Regions from separate parts of the Mus musculus genome. Here region 2 is linked to region 1. Evidence: chromatin contacts called from public HiChIP or PLAC-seq data. All regions are on one chromosome and are shown on one strand. Each heading gives the region's core, a stretch centred on a gene start, on an enhancer-like site or on the middle of the called end of the contact. The rest is flanking DNA. Distances are from core to core; before and after follow the strand shown. Region 1 holds the start of Mn1 (meningioma 1). Region 2 has its middle 14 kb from the start of Gm36386.

Region 1 (3,554 bases), core at 581-3,080:
CCAGACCCACAGGCATCTTTCGGGCCCCGCCAAACCTCTCGAAGAACACTCCGTGCTGCGGTTGCTGCTGTTGTGGAGGCGGCTGGGGTGGCTGGCTGTGCATTTTGGACAAACCCACCATGCCTGAGGCTCTAGGCATGGCAGAAGCACCCGGGAAAGCGCCCCCGGGAACCTGGCGACCCGCAGCATAATGTGGCAGCTGCCCTTCAGAGTCAGAGGGTGAAAACATGTCAAAATGTCCTGAGGGCGGCTCGCTCGGGTAATTGTATTCCAGGGAATCTACGGCTCCTTGGTTCGTCACCCTCCGGGGCTCCAGGCTGTGAGAATCCGAGCCGCTAGAGGCGGACAGGCCGTGAAAAGAGGCAGCCCGGTTAGGGCTCTGGTCCAGAGGCAGGCACGGGGCAGGCACGGCGTGGCCCGAGGTGCCCGAACTATGGAAGTCCGGGAGGTTTCCTGGCCGCTGCGGGCCGAAGCCCTCCGGCCCCTGGCTCTCCGCCATGTGCTCATAACTCTCTGCGAAGGGAGGCTGGCTGCCCAGGCCGCCCGCTGCACCTCCGTAGCCAAGCAGCCGGCCCCCGTGCAGACATGAGGCACCTGGATCCGGACCACCGAAGTTGCCCCCAAAGTGGGGGTGATGCTGGTGCGGGTGATGGCCTCCGGGATGGCTGTGGTGAGGCTGCTGACCGCCGAAGAAGCCATGCACAGGCTGCGCCTGCAGCCCCCCTGCGTGCAGCTCGGAGTGGCTGCGCGCATGAAAGCCGTAGGGCTCCATGTTCAAGCCCAAGATCGGGGGTTCGCCCAGAGCGCTTATTGCAGGGTCCACGGGGCCAGTAGGAGGCCCGGCGTGGAAGGCAGGAGCCTTAAAGTGGGCGTTCATGCTCAGTCCGGCTTCGTTAAAGTTCCCCTCGCCCTGACCAGCGTGCCGGCTGTTGATCTGGGGCTCGAATTGGTCCAGCCCAAACATACTTGGCGGGGGCGGGGGGGGCGGGGGGGGGGCGGGAGGGGATCAATAGGGCATGACAGCCTGCTCCGCCGCGCGCCTCCGGCCAGGTACTCGCCTCAGCCGAGGTTCCGGCGCTCCGGGACGTTCTGCACCGCGGGGCGCAGCGCTCACTGCCGCCCGGCCCAGCGCGCGGGCGCTGGCTAGGAGCTCTCTCCGCTGCTCTTCGGAACCTCGAAATCGACCCAAGCGGGCCTCTCACGTCTTGCGAGGCCGCGGCGCCTCCTGGAGCCTTGTCGGGGGGCCCATGCCCCGGGTCGATGGCACGGTCGCGGGTGGGTATGCGGAGAGGAGACCTGGAGGCCGACGAGCTGAGACAAAAAGTTAGATAGGGGGGAGGGAAGGGGACGGAAGAGCAGAATGATCACCTCTGGAGTCCGCGGCGCGGCGGCTGGGGCCGTAGCGGAGCCCCTTGGTCCTTCCCCTGCCCCGAGTCCCCGCTCCCGGGCCGCACCGGCTCCCGCACCTCCGGTCGGCCGCGGGCGATCGGCGGCGAAAGCCTCAGCGGCTCGGAAGACGGGCTGCTCCGCTCCTCATCGCCGGTGCTGGATTCACAGCAGTAGACGCGGGCGCCGGAGCGGGAACGCAGGCTGCGGGAGACGCGCGGCTCCGCGGCTCCGCGGCTCGGGCTCGATCGCCGGTCGCCGCGCGAGTTCGCGGGAGTCTCGGGCCGCGCGCGGGAGGGGAGGCGTGGGGCCGGCGGTTCCGAAGCTGTGGTTCCCGCCTCCGCACTCCACGGGTCCCCTCGGACCCGGGAATGGGCCGCGCGGGCGAGCAGGGCGCGCGGGGCGGGCGAGGCGCTGCGAGGTCCGGGATTCCGCTCCGCGTCTGCCTCTCGCCGGCGCCGGGAGAAGCAGCAACAAGTTTTGCGTTTCAGCAATCCATTCCAGCCATTACCTCTGCACCAATCAGCGCCGCCCGAGCGGGCTCGGGGGCGGGGCTCGCTCTTAAGGTGGTCCCGGGTCCCGGCTGCGCAGGCCCGGCCACCAACCCGCGCTACTCCGGGTCCGGCGCTACGGCGTTGGGGGTGCGCCCCAGGTGCCCCCGGCTGGGGAGGGCGCGAGCCTAGGACGACGGCGGGAGCCAGGCTTTGTCCGCCCCCTTCCCATTCACGCTGTTCTCAACTCCCCACCCCCAACCGGAGCCAGCGCGACCTGCGGGGTGGGCAGGGGGCGGGGAGGTGGGCGGTGAGCTGTGCGGGGCGCACAGACAATGGGGTAGCCTGGCAGAGTCCCCGGACGCGCCAGGGAAAGTCGCTAAGTGTCGCCTGTGCTGCAGCCCGGGGCAGCGCCCCAGGGAGCCGGCCCTGGCAAGTTCACGAGGTGATCGCCGAGGGGAAACACGAAGTAAGGTTGTCTCTGCGACCAGAGACTGGCTCGCTCCTTCCCTAGTCTCCCACCGTCCGCGGCTTCCGGTTCTCTGCCGCTGGCTCCACCGGGAAGAAGCCACGCACCCTCGGCCGCTTTGTGGAGCCACTTCGGGTGAGCCCGGCGCGGGAGCGACGAGGCGAGACAATGCGAAACCCTGAGGAGAGCGACGCGCAAAGGGCGCACGGGGTGGGGGCGGGGGTGGGGGCGACACCTTGCTGCGGCCACAAGCAGGCAGGCCCAGGCCCTGAAGGGCGCGAAGTTGGCCTCCTTAAAAGATCAATTAAACTGAAGAGGTCAAAGAACGGAATTGGATTGTGATACTAAAATCAATAAGAGTGATTTAATACCTACCCTATTTCATATGGAATATTTATCCCAATAATCTTACTTAAAATTGTTTAGATCTTTCTACTCCTCACGGAGTAGAGGCTGAAATCTATCTTGCAATTAAAAGTTAGAAGTTGGAGGTGATAGGAGGTGGAGGTGTTTATTCTGTGGACGCGCGCGCACCCAAGCGCCAGCATGCGTGTGCGAGTTTTCCTCTCAAAGTGTAAGTAGGGGAGGAGGGGCGGAAAGGCTTTTAATTTTCCTTGTCATGAAATAAAGCGAGACAATTTTGCTGGCAAGCCAGGATTCTTAAAAGAAGAGGGGAAAAGAAAAAAAAAAAACTTTCGTTGAAGTGCCCCCGATATCGCTATTAAATCTAAATAAAATTAAGCACGGTGTATAAAAATGCCTTCCCCCCCCCCACAAAAGAAAGTGTTTATCGCCCAAGTCTGTCTAGCGTTTGCTAAATTACGCATGAAATCTGAAATGAAATAAACGTTATAATAAAACCAACCCGGAGCCCTTTTTATTTAAAAACCTCAGATTAAGCACTCCACTGTCGCGGGCATGAGTTAAAAGTTACCGTGTCATTCGCGGCCGATTCATTACTCCCTGGAGCTTCTGAGGAAAGAAACGTTGGAAAATGGGCTCGATTTAGGAAGGGGGGGCAGGAAGCCCCAAGAGACGTCTCAAGAAATCACACACACACACCCAAGACACACACTCTTTCACACACACAAACCCATCCCCCACACACTCACTCACCCCCACCCCCACCCTCACACACTCGAAATAAAAGCTCTCAGGAAGCTGCAACAAGCTCGGGTTTTTCCTGCAGTCTACAGATTTTTTTTTCT
Region 2 (3,605 bases), core at 1,064-3,563, 230 kb before region 1:
ATTAGCCCAGGTCTCTGGGGTTATCAGCCCTGCACGGCTGCCAGTATGTTTCCGGAGGCTGGTGCTGCTCCGGTGAGCTTCTTCAGCAGGAGGGCAGCTGCCAGGCCTCCTGGCCAGGAAGCTGAGGCCACCACCCTTCAGGGAGACAAGGACCCCAATTTCTCTGGAGCAGCAGGCAGAAGTCACGGGGGGGGGGGGGGCACAGGGAGGAGTGGAGAAACCTGTTCTTTCTCCCTGCATCCCTGGCCACAGCTGGAAGCCCAGGCCTAACTCTCCTTCCTTCTAGCACTTTTTCGGGGCACAGCTTCTACAGCACAGAGTGTATCTTCAGCTCTACATCCACATAGTCTCCACAAGCAGGGGACCTTCTCTTTTTAGCGCAAAGGTGTCTATAGGCGCAGCACCAGAATCCAGTGAGACACTACCTAAGATGGCAGTCCTGCTGGGCCTACCTACCACCAGACAGATTTCAGGCCACTCAAATTTGAGAGGGGTTCATTGGGTAAACGGTTGTCAGAGGCTTGGAGCCCTCAGCATCAGCTGCCCAAGGTCGCAGGGGTGGTGGTGGTGGTGGCTGGAGTCAGCAGCACCAGGGTTTGTACCAGATTCAGAACCCACATCTGTGGCACCTTGCTCTGCAGGAGTGTAAGGTCTGTGGAGAAGGGACACTGGTCTCTATTGGCCAGGAAGATTGTTAGCCTCCTCAGGAGCAACAGGACAGGGTCCCAGGCTGTCTCCTTGGGCATCTTTGAAGACTGTGCCACACCCAACCCACAAGTCTCCACTTCCAATCTGGCCTTGGACGTGCAGGGAGGTAACGTTCTGTGCTCTGACTCTTCCAGCCACATGAGAGTCCTTATTGTCAAGGTCATTCATGCTGCTTAGAGAACTTTTCTGACAGTCAGGGGCAAGAGGGAAGGAAAGAGGAAGGGAAGGACAAAGGGAGGGAGGGAGGGAGGGAGGGAGGGAGGGAGGGAAGGAAGGAAGGAAGGAAGGAAGGAAGGAAGGAAGGAAGGAAGGAAGGAAGGAAGGAAAGAAGGGGAAGCACAAAGATATAAAACAAGAAAATTTTGTTTCTTTTTAATAGCAGGGTGAACATAAAGAAGCAGATGTCAGAAAGATGATGATAGATGATTGATAGACAGCAGATAGATAGATAGATAGATAGATAGATAGATAGATAGATGATAAATGTTAGATGTTAAATAAGTTATAGATAAATATTAAATATATTATAGATAGTGTGACTTTGCATACGCTCCGCCCAGGGAGTGGCACTTTTAGAAGGTGTGGCACTGCAGAGTAGGTGTAGCCTTGTTGGAGGAGGTGTGGCCTTCTTAGAGAAAGTGTGGCCCTGTTGGAGGAGGTGTGTCATTGTAGGTATGGGCTTTACAACCCTACTCCTAGCTGCCTAGAAGCCAGTCTGCCACTAGCAGCCTTCAGATGAAGATGTAGAACTTCTCAGCTCCTCCTGCACCATGCCTACCTGGATGCTGCCATGCTCCCACCTTGACGATAATGAACTGAACCTCTGAACCTGTAAGCCAGCCCCAATTAAATGTTGTCTTTTATGAGTTGCCTTGGTCATGGTGTCTGTTCACAGCAGTAAAACCCTAACTAAGGAAGAGAGTTAGGTAAATAGATAGATAGTTGATGGATTAATAGATGATAAATGATATATGGTAGACAGACAGACAGACAGATAGACAGATAGATAGATAAACAGGGACTGTGTAAACAGGCTGTGAGAGATGTCTTTGAACTCAGTATGTGCACCTGCCTCCTTCTCCCCGACTACTGCTGGAACCTTTCCCCTCTGAGCCTCGTCCACCCCATTAGGGTCCCCCAACCCAGACACCACCTCCCTCCATCCTCCGTGGGATCCCACACAGCTTCTCTCTCTGACAAGCCAGTGTTCCAAAGGCCCCAGCGCAGACTCTTCGCTGAGTGCTGGGCCAGCAGCGTGTAGCCCCGAAGAAAACTGCAGGAAAGGCAGTTTTCTGAAGCTGTCTATGGTTAGCCATCCTCTGTGGCAACCTGGGCCTCAGTTTCCCCATTCTCTCTGTGCAGAGGTGCACACCTGCCTCCAAGGGGTTCTGTGAAGGTCAAGTTCTCAGAACAACAGCTGTTTGCCGCAGTTACTAATCTCAAGTAACCACTTTCCATGCAGAGAAATGGAAGCCCGGAGAGGGCCAGTCAGTATATCTGGGACATGTGACACAGCCCTCATTACCATGCGCTCAGTCCTAACTCTGGGAGAGGGCAGAGCCTGACCCTCACACCCACCGAGTTCCATCCTGTGGCACCAGGCACAGGAAGAGCCTCACTTCCATGGAAAACTCCCCGTCGCCCCACCCCCCAGTGACCAGGAAAAGCAGCCCTGAAGGCTGTCTGCTTTTCAAATTTCAGTCGCCATGGCAACCCAGAACAACTATTTATGTGACATCTCTGCCGTCCAAGTCTCGCAGAGCACAGCACGCTAGAGAGGCAGCTCGGTGCTTCCAGAACAACACATTTTTTCAATCAATTTAAGGCTGGGACTTTTTTAAAAATATAAACACACATAAAATATGCTGTACAAAACTTTAAGAGCTACCCGGGAAATGCTGGTTTATATAGCCCATTCTCCCCTCAGGAGAACCTTCTGATCCTGACGTGACAGGTGAACTTCAGGTCTCTACCCGGCACCAGCTTTGTGCCTCTTGGGCTGAGTCATTAGACCTTGGGAAGTGAATGCAGGTCTCTGGCCCAGAGAAGGACGCATTTGGGTCCAGTTGGACCCCTTACTCAATATTGGGGATTGAGGAGGACCTCAGTGGATGTCCAGGGCAGAAACATTGCCTGGGGGAGGGAGATGACCACAGCTGCTGGGTGTTAGGACTGTCGAAAATTTTGGCTCTCAGCTTCCCGTCAGCCACGCACATGCCGTTCCCTTTGCTGGACTTCCCTCGGTCAACCTGTCAAAAAGGCCACGGTTGGGCTGGGTGCTGTGTGAGCCTTGGAATCCCTGTTTTCAAACAAGAGGTCCCAGCTGCTCTCTCTCTCTCTCTCTCTCTCTCTCTCTCTCTCTCTCTCTCTCTCTCTCTCTCCCTCCCCCCCAACTCTCTGCAGCAGAATTCTGCAGGAATGCTGGCCACTGCATCAAGCTGGTAAGGAAAGAAACCAAGTTCTCTGAGGTCAGAGGAACCAAGTTCTCTGAGGTCAGAGGTCACCGCCACGGTCTGATGACGATGGTGCGGCTTGCCGTTCCGTCCCCCTGTGCCACTCCCGTTACCTTCTCCAGGTCTCACACGGTGGTGAGTGTGAGGACCCACATCCAAGGCTCAGGGTCACACACAGCAAGTGTGCACAGGAAGGAGCCTCTGCCCTAGATGCCAACAGCTGCTTCCTCAGCAGGTCTAGCCTCAGGTTGTCCCTTCCATCTGACCCCAACACATCAGATCCCTTAACCTGTGGTCTAACCATGTCACTTCTGCCTGAATTCCTATGGGAGCCAGGGCTCCCAATAAACATTCAAGTGCACCCCACCACATCTGTCCCAGGAGTCAAGCAAGTCTCCAAGGTCTGGTTACAGCTGTCCTGCAGACATGCTAGTCTGGCCACCT

Evidence for each region. HiChIP or PLAC-seq counts read pairs in DNA pulled down with a chosen protein or histone mark.
Region 2: an H3K4me3 HiChIP or PLAC-seq map of embryonic limb bud shows a contact between it and region 1, with 5 times the contacts expected there. The contact joins the enhancer-like site here to the promoter of Mn1 in region 1. A contact is called at or near these places in 8 of 39 promoter capture datasets (the 3T3-L1 cell line, the C10 cell line, the HPC-7 cell line and 5 more), 13 of 484 Hi-C or Micro-C datasets (the BV-2 cell line, DN3 thymocytes, LSK cells and 8 more), 18 of 115 datasets of contacts at active chromatin or transcription factors (SST interneurons, VIP interneurons, bone marrow-derived macrophages and 13 more) and 2 of 9 other capture datasets (adipose tissue and embryonic stem cells).

The regions. Positions count from the first base shown.
Region 1 is chr5:111,415,576-111,419,129 of GRCm38.p6, reverse strand. It overlaps Mn1 (meningioma 1), which reads right to left and starts at 1,830. Exons shown (of 3, transcript NM_001081235.2): 1 at 1,467-1,830; 2 at 1-1,311. The coding sequence starts at 964.
Region 2 is chr5:111,647,974-111,651,578 of GRCm38.p6, reverse strand. No RefSeq gene overlaps it. Among named protein-coding and RNA genes, the nearest start is that of Gm36386, 14 kb to the left of the region's middle. Within about 2 kb of position 2,313, at least 50 of the 459 cell types and tissues checked have an H3K27ac peak or open chromatin away from gene starts, as enhancers often do. A contact at or near this core is called in VIP interneurons, adipose tissue, cortical neurons and 4 more, where this site is marked.